Regions from separate parts of the Mus musculus genome. Here region 2 is linked to region 1. The links are chromatin contacts, called in public Hi-C maps. All regions are on one chromosome and are shown on one strand. The core of a region is the stretch at or near the end of the contact, and the rest is flanking DNA. Distances in the headings are between cores, read along the strand shown. Region 1 overlaps Adamts17 (a disintegrin-like and metallopeptidase (reprolysin type) with thrombospondin type 1 motif, 17). Region 2 overlaps Lrrc28 (leucine rich repeat containing 28).

Region 1 (5,330 bases), core at 1,821-4,320:
CGTCCTGCTTTGAGGTGGGATGGAGGACATAAGGGTGGGGCCCCTGTGACAGCATTAGCAGCTTTATGAGAAAAGGAGGAGGGGCTTAAGTTAGCATGCTTGCTGCATACTGCCATGTGACTCTGTGTTGTACTGTAGCAAGAAGTCCCTTGCCAGATGTCAATACCACATGCTTGGATTCCCAACTCCCAGCACTTTAACCCCAAATGAGCGCTACTATTTACAAAGTTACCTGGTCTAGGGCAGTTGTGTTACCACAACAGAAAAGAGAATTAAAGGGATTGGCAAGGAAGTGAGCTAACCAGCCCCTAGAATATATTCTTGCCTCAAGGGAAGAGGAATGCTCAAATGTAAGGGTGATCAGAATATGGTCTTGATAGAAGGTGGATGACAGTCTGCCCTCAGTAGACATCCTGATGTGAGTGGCCACAGGAAACTGAGGAAGTGGTACATGCTGGCAAAGGCTACCACTGACATACCACTCCTAGAAAGCTCTTTTAAGGGCTGCATTGCCGGGGAGCTATAGGACCCTGTGCCAAAGTGAAGTTGGGGTGACCTGTCTGTTTGGCAGAAGGCTCGCTAGCTCTCTCATGTCCTGGTCTGCTAGCAGGCAGGTGGAGACCTGAGGGGGCGTGGCCACATCTGCATCACTGCCCATGCCCTCTTGCCTGTGATGCTGCAGGAAGAGATGCTGGGTAACGCTCCCATGAAGCTTCAGATTGAAGGGAGTAATCACTGCGCCAATGTCCATTGCTACTCCAGGCCCCTCTGCAGCCAGCATTGTCAGCACGGAGTCTGATATGATATGGGGAACAATCTTGGCTGCCGGCTTCATACAGAGCATGGCTCTAAAGAATCATTCTTTGAATACTCCAACATGGTAGCTTACCATGTTCTCAGTAGACACAAGAAGCCCAAGCAGTTGGAGGTTCTGAGCAGCCCCCACAGTATGAGAACAGGGCACAAAAGATTGTTTCAGGCTATGAAACTCACCCCCACCCTGCTCACTCTAAACATCAATGCACCCATTCCAAGTGCTGATGGAAGAGATGGCTGTGAGCCAAGCTTCCACAGGCCACTGCTCCAATTCCACCATGTAGTGAGCGGCTTGTCTGTGCCTTCCCTTGAAAATTCCAGCCTTGGAATTTCTGCTGACATCCAGGCCTCTGGGACAACCACGTTCATTTCAGTGGCCTTTGCTTCCTTATTGTATAGTTTAAAAGCTGGTACCCAGTTTTCCCATAGGCAGAGGGGCTGTGGATTCGAAACTAGAGCAAAGCTTTTCCCACTAAACTGAGAAGACTCTCCTGGACTGTTAGCTCCTCGGTTACACAGAACTACGCAATTTTCCACAAGGGAACACACATTCAGTTGATGCTGCCACCCCATACCAGAAAACATACACACCAGCGGGGTCTCAGGAGAAGCAGACACCAAGTCCTCCTCACCTGACCAAGGGCAAGCAGCTTCCTTTGAAGACCAGATAGGGACTGGGGAGACAGCTCAGCCATTAAAGTGCCTGACAGCAAGGGTGAGGAGCTGATGTCTGTCCTCGGCATCTACATAAAAAAGCTAGGCGTGGGGACCTGCGTTTGCCATCTGAGTGCTGGCAGTTAAAGGTAGGCAGATCCCTAGGGATCACTGGCCACAGCCTGCTAGCTTAACGCACGCAGCACGCACGGTGTGAGCTCCAGGTCAACGACTCTATTTAAAAAAACCAATGTGAGCCAGGCAGTGGTGATGCATGCCTTTAATCTCAGCACTCAGGAGGCAGAGGCAGACAAATATTTGTGAGTTCAAAGCCAGCCTGGCAGCCTGGTCTAGAGAGTGAGTTCCAGAACACACACACACACACACACACACACACACACACACACACACACACACACACACATGTTCATTTACCCACAGACAGTGAACAGGAAAGGCAAGGAACCTTCCTAGTGTCAGAGTACTAAGGCCCAGTGAGTAGGTGGACTCTGCTCCGATGAGAGGCGAGCACTGCTCTCTTGGCTAGCACTAGAGTGTTGCACAAGGTCACCTGAAAGAATCAGGGTAGAGAAAAGGCATTTATCCGTGCCAGCCCCCATCCCAGGCTCAGGCAGACGGACTGGCACAGCCTTTGTCAGCTCCGGCTCACAGTGCTCCACTTCCAACTGTCCAAACTAGACTTCCTGGTCACGCCTGTATAAGCTTGGGGATAAGCAGAGCATCTTAACTGAGAAAACAGTTGACTAACACAAACATATCTCAGAGGGTGCCCGTGGAGGCCACCCGCATGGCACCCATTCTTCACAGTGCCTTCCCTGAAGGTGACTTCTAGGTTCTATAAGGTCCACCAGACAAGTATCTATAGCTGAAGGCAGGCTAGACACGAACAGATCCTTGTGTGTAACTTTCTTCGGATGTTGGTACAGAGTTGGAGGAGGAGTCTATGACAGGGAGGTGCAGAGATCAATTCCAAACCTACCAGAGGGAAGCGTCTGAGGCCCATGGTCACTCCCGAGATCAAGCAGGGGAGGGAATAGGTTGTAATCAGAATGGTTGTCAAACAACAGCATACCGGCCACATAGTTCCCAAAAGATAAGGGAGTCCAGCTGCCTAGCGCACCTCCATAGCATCTGTCTTAGGCCCAACTACTGGGCTGGACAGAAATGGCTACAATTTAACACTGCTTTCAGTTCAATAGCTCAGCAAATGCTTGTGGGTAGGGAGAGCTGTGTTTTAAAGGCAAGGTTTTATTGCTTTCATGAAGGTGCCTCATGGATAACAAGAATGCTCAGGAGAAAGATAGGGACAGGAATAGAGTTCTACACCCACACATGCACAAACACAGAAACTCATCTTACCCCAGATGCAAAGCCCACTGTTTATATGAAACACCCCCAGACACAGGTGTTGTGACTCTGCCTGGGGACCCAATTAGGAAGCCATCATTCTGTCTCCCAGCAGCCAGGAGACAAGAATGGTCCACGAGGGAGGAAGAGGGGGATTAGTAACATAGCAAGGTAGGCCTTGGAAGGCAGCCACCCTTTCCTCCGGGTGCTGAAAACTGTTGGCACCAGAAGGAACTGTGTTGTTGGAAACCCTTCCCAACGGAATGCAGACTGAACGCCCGCACATCCCAGGGTACAAATAACCCCAAACAGTCTTTAAAACAAGCACTGGGGGCTGGGGTGTAATTGAAGTACCTCTGTATGAAGCAATGGTTTGCCTCGTTATTTCCAGGGCTTTGTCATGCTATGGCACTCGATGCTTTAAGTTTTGAACTCATGCCATTTATCAAAGACAATGAAATCCTCAAGGCACGTCTACTTATCACTAGATAATTCAATGGAAAGTTTAATTGAGGCTTTGGAGATATGGCTCTTGGCAGTGACCCTCGTGTCTCACTCTTTGGCTTATTCTTATTTCATTAAAGGCCATTTCTCTGTGTGCCAAAGGTTCTTATGTCATAAACCAGCAGCCACTGGAACTCCCCAGACAATAATCACCTTCTTACAGCAACACCAGGCACTTCTCATACACAGGGCCCTGCAGGGATGTGGGAGGAAGAGGCGAGCCATTACTGTTGGTAGTATGGTCCTATCTCCTTAGACCACCTGTGAGCAAGCCACTTTTGCCCTGGCTTTGTAAACCTATGTCTTACTGGGATTTAAAAGGCTCTCTCTGGGACAATTGTCACACTGTCCTTTCCCAGCATGCCCAGGGTTGTCTTAGGGCTGGAGGCAGTTCTGCATCATTTGCTTAGCTGGCCAGCTGCACGGGCTCTTCCTGAACTCATGGAATCTCATCCAAAAAGGTCTCCTATTGTCTGCTGCTTCCTTCTGAACCATGCAGGCACGCTTCCTGGCCTGGGATTCCTCCCTGATGGCATGATGTCATCTTACAGCCATCCTGGGGAGTGACCTCTCCTCGGTCCTCATCACTTTCCTGCCTTTGAGCCTAATCAGGGCTGAGCACAGATGCAGAATAAACCCCTGGCCCACTTCTCTTTCTCCGTCTCCATGCCTAAGTCCCAAGCCTTCACCTTACTTAGGAATTAGACTTATTCTACAACTTACTAGATTCACAAAATGAATAGGGGTGACCCTGGCCTCACTTGGATTCTCTTAAGAGTGTACAGATGAAGTAATGAAACTTTATGTTCTATGCTGGAAAGATAGAAGAACTGGGTAGGGCTGGGGTACCTGGCCCGTGGCAGCTCCAGATTCATTATAAATCTCAGGATATGGAGCTTTCTCAGGAGAGCCAACAAAAACTGGCCCGGTTTTAGAAAGCAATCCACCTCCCTGGGACCGTTGGCTCCTAAGGGAGTCACAGCAGACAGAGGCTGACTGCTTTTGTGGCCACTTCTACCCTCAAAGTCTCATTCCTTTCCCCAAAGTGAGATGAGGCTAAAGGCCTGGTGTGGACTCAGCTCTGGATGTCTGAGGGCTAAACAGTGACTTGAGACCTATATTCATGTACTGTACTGCCAGACTACCCAGTCATACATCATCCAACAAGGTCTAAACATCATCCAACAAGCCAACTTCCTTCTGAAAATAGACCTGTGTGTGTGTGGGGGGAGGTATTGGGTAATGTCTACCTTTCCCCACTGTTTCTCAGCACTGAAGGTTTCACCTCAGCAAGTCATGGGCTGCCCCTGCTCAGTTCTTCTTTGTAAACTGTACAAGTCATCTGCCCCCAACACAAGCCTGTTTCCTGAGTAATAGGAAGGACTTGGCCCATAAATCCACATAGACAATGTGCCCGTGTCTGATCCCACTAACTCCTCATGGCAGTGTTTGAGGTAGAGACACCAGGTTAGGGACATTTTAAGAACTGTTAAACTAATTAACTGCCCAAGGTTTCAGAGCAGAGGACTACTCATGTCCCACAAATGGAAGAGAACACTCTTAAGCCTCGTGGCACACTATCTACTTTTCTTTAGCAAAGGGAAGATGTTTAGATTATTTTTCTCATTCCTGTGAGCAAATACCTGAGAAGAAGTAATTTCAGGGAGGGAGAGAGGGTGGTTTATTGTGGCTTGCAGTTCTAGGTGATCATTCCATGTGAGGGCAGACATGGCAGCAGGCAGGGATGGTAGGCTTCCTCTCACTGTTTAATGCAGTCTAGGAACAGAGCCTAGGGCATGGTGCTGCCCATAGAGGACAGGTCTTCTTACCCCAGTCAGTTAAGCTAATCTATATCTAACTTGACTGTACTGACTAACTTGGAATACAAAATCCCTCAGGGAGTGCCCAGAGGGTTTCTAGATAAATTCTGTCAGGTTCTAGATTCTGTGAGGATGACAATATTAACTATCACAGATGGCAGCAAAATT
Region 2 (5,330 bases), core at 1,313-3,812, 690 kb before region 1:
GCTAATCACTTGCTTAGTGGGTTTATTTGTATTGATTTTTTTTCTTCCAGTTTGGGGTTGTTTTCATCACTTGGATGGTGAGTTTTATAAATCTTACATAGTAATGTATTTTCTTTTCTTTTTTGTTTTTGCTGTGTTTGCTGGCATTTGTGTTTGGTTCTTATATGGTTTGCTTAGACTAGGAGCAATCTCAGATCTAAGGATAGGTTAGCTCTCTTGCAAAGGCCTCTCTAGGCTTTCTCTGGTTGGCCTGGGTAAGGGCAGGGCTTGGCAGTGCACTGGAATGTATGCCTCTTGGTCCAGAGAGCTTTGTGTGCTGTTCAGCTGATAGCTTTTCTCCTGTTTTGGTTGTTTGCCTGGTTGTTGTTTGTTTGTTTTGTTTTGCCCTGTTTCTCTTATGCATGTGCGTTTTATTGAATTCAGCAAAGGGTTATGGGATCTTTTAAGTTACTGGAGCTGTTTTTCGGGGGTGGGGAGTCGGGGAGTAGTTCCATTGTTTCCTGAAGCCATTCCCCTTGGCTGCTAACTGCTTCAGTCCTGATAGAGGCCCCATAACCTAGGAATTCTCTTCCTATTCCATAGTTCAGAATCTCCCTACTTGCCTTGCTAGTTCTTTTTTTTTTTTTTTTTGGAAATATAGTCTTTGTCACCTGTTGTCACTGTCTGAAAATAGTTGTTTCATAGATCCCATCTGGCTTTCCCTTGTTTATAGCAGGCAGGTCAGTCTGGTCCCTGTTACTCATTATGTCTAGAAGTGGAAGTCCTGTTCCTTCAATTAAGAAGAGAGCTTTTTACTGTAGTGTATGTTTCATGGTTACAGGGAAGTTGTAAAGATAGCACAGGCTGTTCTGGTATACCCCTCACCCCGTTTCCCCTGGGTTAACATGAGTTCCATGGGACATTTGTCAACACTAAAACATTGATGTTAACATAGTGAATAACACTTTGTTTCAGTTGATTATAAAATAACACAAAAAGACCAAGTCATTTGCCAAAGTGACTGTACCCTTAAGTGGTATGTGTACTAGTATGAATTTGATTTCTGGCCGTATTTCAGCAAAATATGAAAACTAGCTCCATACATCCGTCCTCTAGTCCCCCAGACACGGGCCATCATGCTCTTTTGTGACTGTATGTGACTATGAAGGTTCAATAAAGGCAGTGGGGTGCTCTGGGGGACCTGTCACCCAGTTACTAAGAAAGGGCTTGCTGCCTGTTCCACGTGGACTCTCAGTTTGTTGTCTCCTAAAATGATTTGTGGAATTGGGATTGCATTGTACTTAGTGCACAAATGAGTGATCTTTTGGAGACCCTGATAGTTCCAATGTGTAGTTAGGATCAGGAACACTCTAGTGGTATATAGCATCTTTATTTTAATATAGACACATTAGTGTATTAAAATGTGTTGTTAAGTTTCAGTCATAATAATGGGTACTCTTTTTTTTTTGTGATTTTTATGTGATGGCATCTGTTCATATTTACATACTGTAGTGAGTGTACCTGCACATTGATTTACAGTTTTTTGGCACAAATGACCTTGAACAAGAATGTTTCCAAAGGAGCTGGGCATGGTGGCATACGCCTTTAATCCCAGCACTCGGGAGGCAGAGGCAGGCGGATTTCTGAGCTCGAGGCCAGCCTGGTCTACAAAGTGAGTTCCAGGACAGCCAGGGCTATACAGAGAAACCCTGTCTCGAAAAACCAAAAAAAAAGAATGTTTCCAAAGTATTGAGTTCAAAATGTGTAATCAATTCATATACACAGAGTGAAGAATGAGTTTTAGAGTGCACACTTGGTTAAATTGTGTCACATAGTTATCAAGTGAAGGCTTACTTCCTGGCAAACACAGAAGCCAGTCCTATGACTGCAGCTTTTGCCAAAAGAAAAGGCTTTGTTGCTTGATTGACTGTCAAGAAGAGCAGACACTCTAGGCTCAGGTCTCTCCTCTGTCAGCCAGTGGTGATGGAACATGGAAGGAAGGAGAGGGAATGCTTGGTGGCCAAGTGGCATGGCAGGGGTGCTTGTTTCTCCTCAGCTTTCCTTGTCTTCTCCTGAGGATGTGATCTTGTCAGACAGCCTGGTCGCTTCTCTTCATAGTATCTTTTGAAAAGCTGGTTTCAAACCTTAGAGTCATTAGTGAAAAGCCCTTAGGTATTTCCTGGAAGAAAAAAATCTCACATCTGAGTGTGTCTGGTCTTAGCTGATTTCAGAACCCACAGGTTAACATTCTGTACAGCACTGGTTTAATTCGGCATAAAAAAAGCCTTCACAATTTTTCTGCTTTTATAATTCTGTTCTTACTGACATTTTAGCACTCACTAAAGATAGTCAAAACATGAAAGAAAATTTCTAAGTTATATTTTAAAATACTTTGGGGATTTATTTTTTTACCTACAATAAATTGGCTGGTTTGAAATCAAGTGTTCTAAAATCGAGTTGTCCTACCTCACAAGAAAATCAGTTTTATTACTGATTTTATTTTTACTGTACGATCTCTGGCAGTCATGGCATGTAGCTCTGAATATATATAGTTTCAGATGGTACCTGGAGTCCCCACCAGAGTGTGCCAAAGATGCTTCAGTGGGAAAGTGTTGATGACTTAGACAAGCCTGGACTTGTAGGTCTTTTTAAAGAAGACTTCTGCTGCTGAGAAGTCAGATTTCTGTGTCTTGGCATCTGAGTATTTCTGCGGAGACGTTAGTGAACATCTAATCTCTATTCTTGGGTTACAGTAAGCATGCCAACTAGAGACATCTTTAAGAGTTTTCTGTTTGTTTTGTTTTAAAGATTATTTTGTTTGGGTATTTTCCCTGCAAGTATGTACGTGCCATATGCACACCTAGGGCCTGTGTAGTGAAGAAAAGGGTGCTTGTTTTCTGGAATTGGAATTATAGACGGTTAGGAGGCACCAAGTGGGTGCTGGGACCCTGTAAGAACAAGTGCTCTCTCTTAATGGCTAGCTGAGCCAGTTAGAATTGTCTTCAGTCCACTTTTACTGTTTAGAAACTAAAACTGATCTTTCCTTTTACACAATAGGTATTGATTTTTCTTTACACAGTAAATATATTTCTGAAAACCTAAATAATTTAATGAACTAGATGTACTAGTAATTTTAAAAAAGATTTATTTATTTACTATATATAGTGTGTTCTGCCTACATGTATGCTTGCACACCAAAAGAGGGCCTTACATCTAACTGAAGGTGGTTATAAAATATCACATGGTGTTGCTGAGAATTGAACGGGAATCTGGAGTAACCTCTGAGCCGTCTCTCCAGCCTATGGAACTAGAAATTTTTTAATGAGGTTAAATACCTTATGATTTTTTTATATTAATGATTTTAAAATGACTAAATCAGAAGATATATTTAATATTTGTTATTTAGCATATTACTCTCAAAGCATTAGCTGTTGTTATGTCTGTGTGTTTTGGAAGTTTTGCTTATATTTGATAAGTTTTCAAACAGAGCTTGTATTAGCTGGTTATCTGACAAAATACTGAATAATGACAGCAACTTTCCCCTCCTTTTGTCACAGGTACCTTCACTCAAATAACATAGTTGTGGTTCCAGAAGGTAAGCATACTTATAATTCTTAGTTTGAAAACAGTGTCATTTATATTTTGCTTTATAAAAATTTGATGAGCCCCGGACCCTGTCTTTCTATCTCTAGCTCCTTAAACCTATTTTGGTTGGTAAGTTAGGGAATTTTAATTTAAAGGACTTTCAATTTATTTGCTTTAAAATGTAAGTCCAGCTAAGACAGATTAAATGGAGACATCTAATAAGACAATAAATGGCCAGGAAAATTACTAGACAAACTGCTGTTGGGAAATAGTAAACTAAGTACTTGGTGCAATTAACTAAGAATTTAGTTACATATAAAATAATAGATTCTTTAAAATTCTTATGGGGGGGTGTTGTGGGGAGGGAGTGTGTGGGAAGAGGGTAGCAGAGGACCACTTTGTAACTTGTTCCTCAGATGTCTTTTTTTTGAGGGAAATCTCCCCTGGTCTGGTACTCACCAAGCAGGGTCAACCTAGACCCTCTCTGCGCCCCCAGCTCTGGTTGCAGGCATGTGCTGCTGCGTCCCCAGCTCTGGTTACAGGCATGTGCTGCAGAGCTTTTTAAATGTAGGGTTTTAGGGTCTGGGCTCAGGTTTCCTTGCTGGCAAGACAAGCACTTAAGCAGCTGAGCCACTTCCCAGACCCTGCTCTTAGTGATGCCATCTGAGGTGGGCTCCTGTGTCTCCCTGCTGGCTTCAAACTACTCTCCTGCTTCAGCCTCCCAGGACCACCCCAGCTGGGTTCATCTTCAAATTCTTTATTTAGTCGCACATTCCCCCATTGTGTTAATGTTTTTACTTGTTCTTAAGTTAATTTTATCTCAAGAGATGCTTTCCACTTTAATAACTTCATTTTCAAGTCCTGTGAGTGAAAGACAGAGTCAAGAGCGAAGCGTTCGCCTAGGAACACTGAGTCACACTCATTCTGCTTCTCCCTTCCTTTTCTCCCTGAAGCCATCGGGTCCCTCGTGAAACTCCAGTGTCTGGATCTCAGTGACAATGCCTTAGAGATCGTTTGCCCAGAAATCGGTGGTCTGAGAGCGTTGCGTCATCTTCGATTAGCTAATAACCAGCTACAGTTCCTACCTCCAGGTAACCCTGACTGTATAGTTTCTGTGTGTCCGGAATCTGTTTTCAGTACCGTGCACACCAGCAGCTGGTGTTAGATGTATTTACAAGTATCTGTTTAAGGATGGAACGAAGGACTGTAGGTGAAACCTGACCAAGCGTTCTGAGAACCCGGTGTAAATGTGAGAGGATAGTGTGTGTGTGTTTTGGGGCCACTGCTGGGGTTTTGATGAGTGTCCGCTCATCACTCTTCTCACTGCTGGGCAAGGTGATTGTGTGAAGAGCTGTTGGCTCTGAATTTCACATCAAAGAATGTGAGTAAATTTGGACGCTTAAGGTGTCTTTTTGTAAAAATAGTATTAATTAAAAACTTAAATAATATTTAACCTCATACTGCTACCAACTATATTCAATGCAGGAACTTTCAGGTCAGTGAAGAACATTATTTTGCAGGGTTTGATCATTCCAACTTCCAAGTTCTCTGTTTAAACATCCAGCGAGTTAGATGCTCTTTTTGAAGATTGCCCAGAAAATGTCGCAACAGGGATAGTTTTCGTGTTTGATGCTAACACATGTGTAATAGGGTGCTGGAAATGTAGTTCAGTTGGTAGAGTGCTTGCCGAGCATGTATGAAGCCCTGGATTTAGCCTCCAGCACTGTATAAACCAGATAAGGTAATACAGGAAGATCAGAAGTTCA

The links. A called contact is a pair of places that touch in the nucleus more often than the background predicts.
Region 2: a Hi-C map of cortical neurons shows a contact between it and region 1, with 5 times the contacts expected there. The contact joins two enhancer-like sites. A contact is called at or near these places in 3 of 484 Hi-C or Micro-C datasets (cortical neurons and embryonic fibroblasts).

What each region holds. Positions count from the first base shown.
Region 1 is chr7:66,931,956-66,937,285 of GRCm38.p6, reverse strand. All of the region lies in intron 7 of Adamts17 (a disintegrin-like and metallopeptidase (reprolysin type) with thrombospondin type 1 motif, 17), which reads right to left. Among named protein-coding and RNA genes, the nearest start is that of Gm33627, 95 kb to the right of the region's middle. Within about 2 kb of position 3,070, at least 26 of the 459 cell types and tissues checked have an H3K27ac peak or open chromatin away from gene starts, as enhancers often do. A contact at or near this core is called in cortical neurons, where this site is marked.
Region 2 is chr7:67,617,318-67,622,647 of GRCm38.p6, reverse strand. It overlaps Lrrc28 (leucine rich repeat containing 28), which reads left to right. Exons shown (of 10, transcript NM_175124.5): 4 at 3,537-3,574; 5 at 4,518-4,655. Among named protein-coding and RNA genes, the nearest start is that of Lrrc28, 25 kb to the left of the region's middle. Within about 2 kb of position 2,562, at least 37 of the 459 cell types and tissues checked have an H3K27ac peak or open chromatin away from gene starts, as enhancers often do. A contact at or near this core is called in cortical neurons, where this site is marked.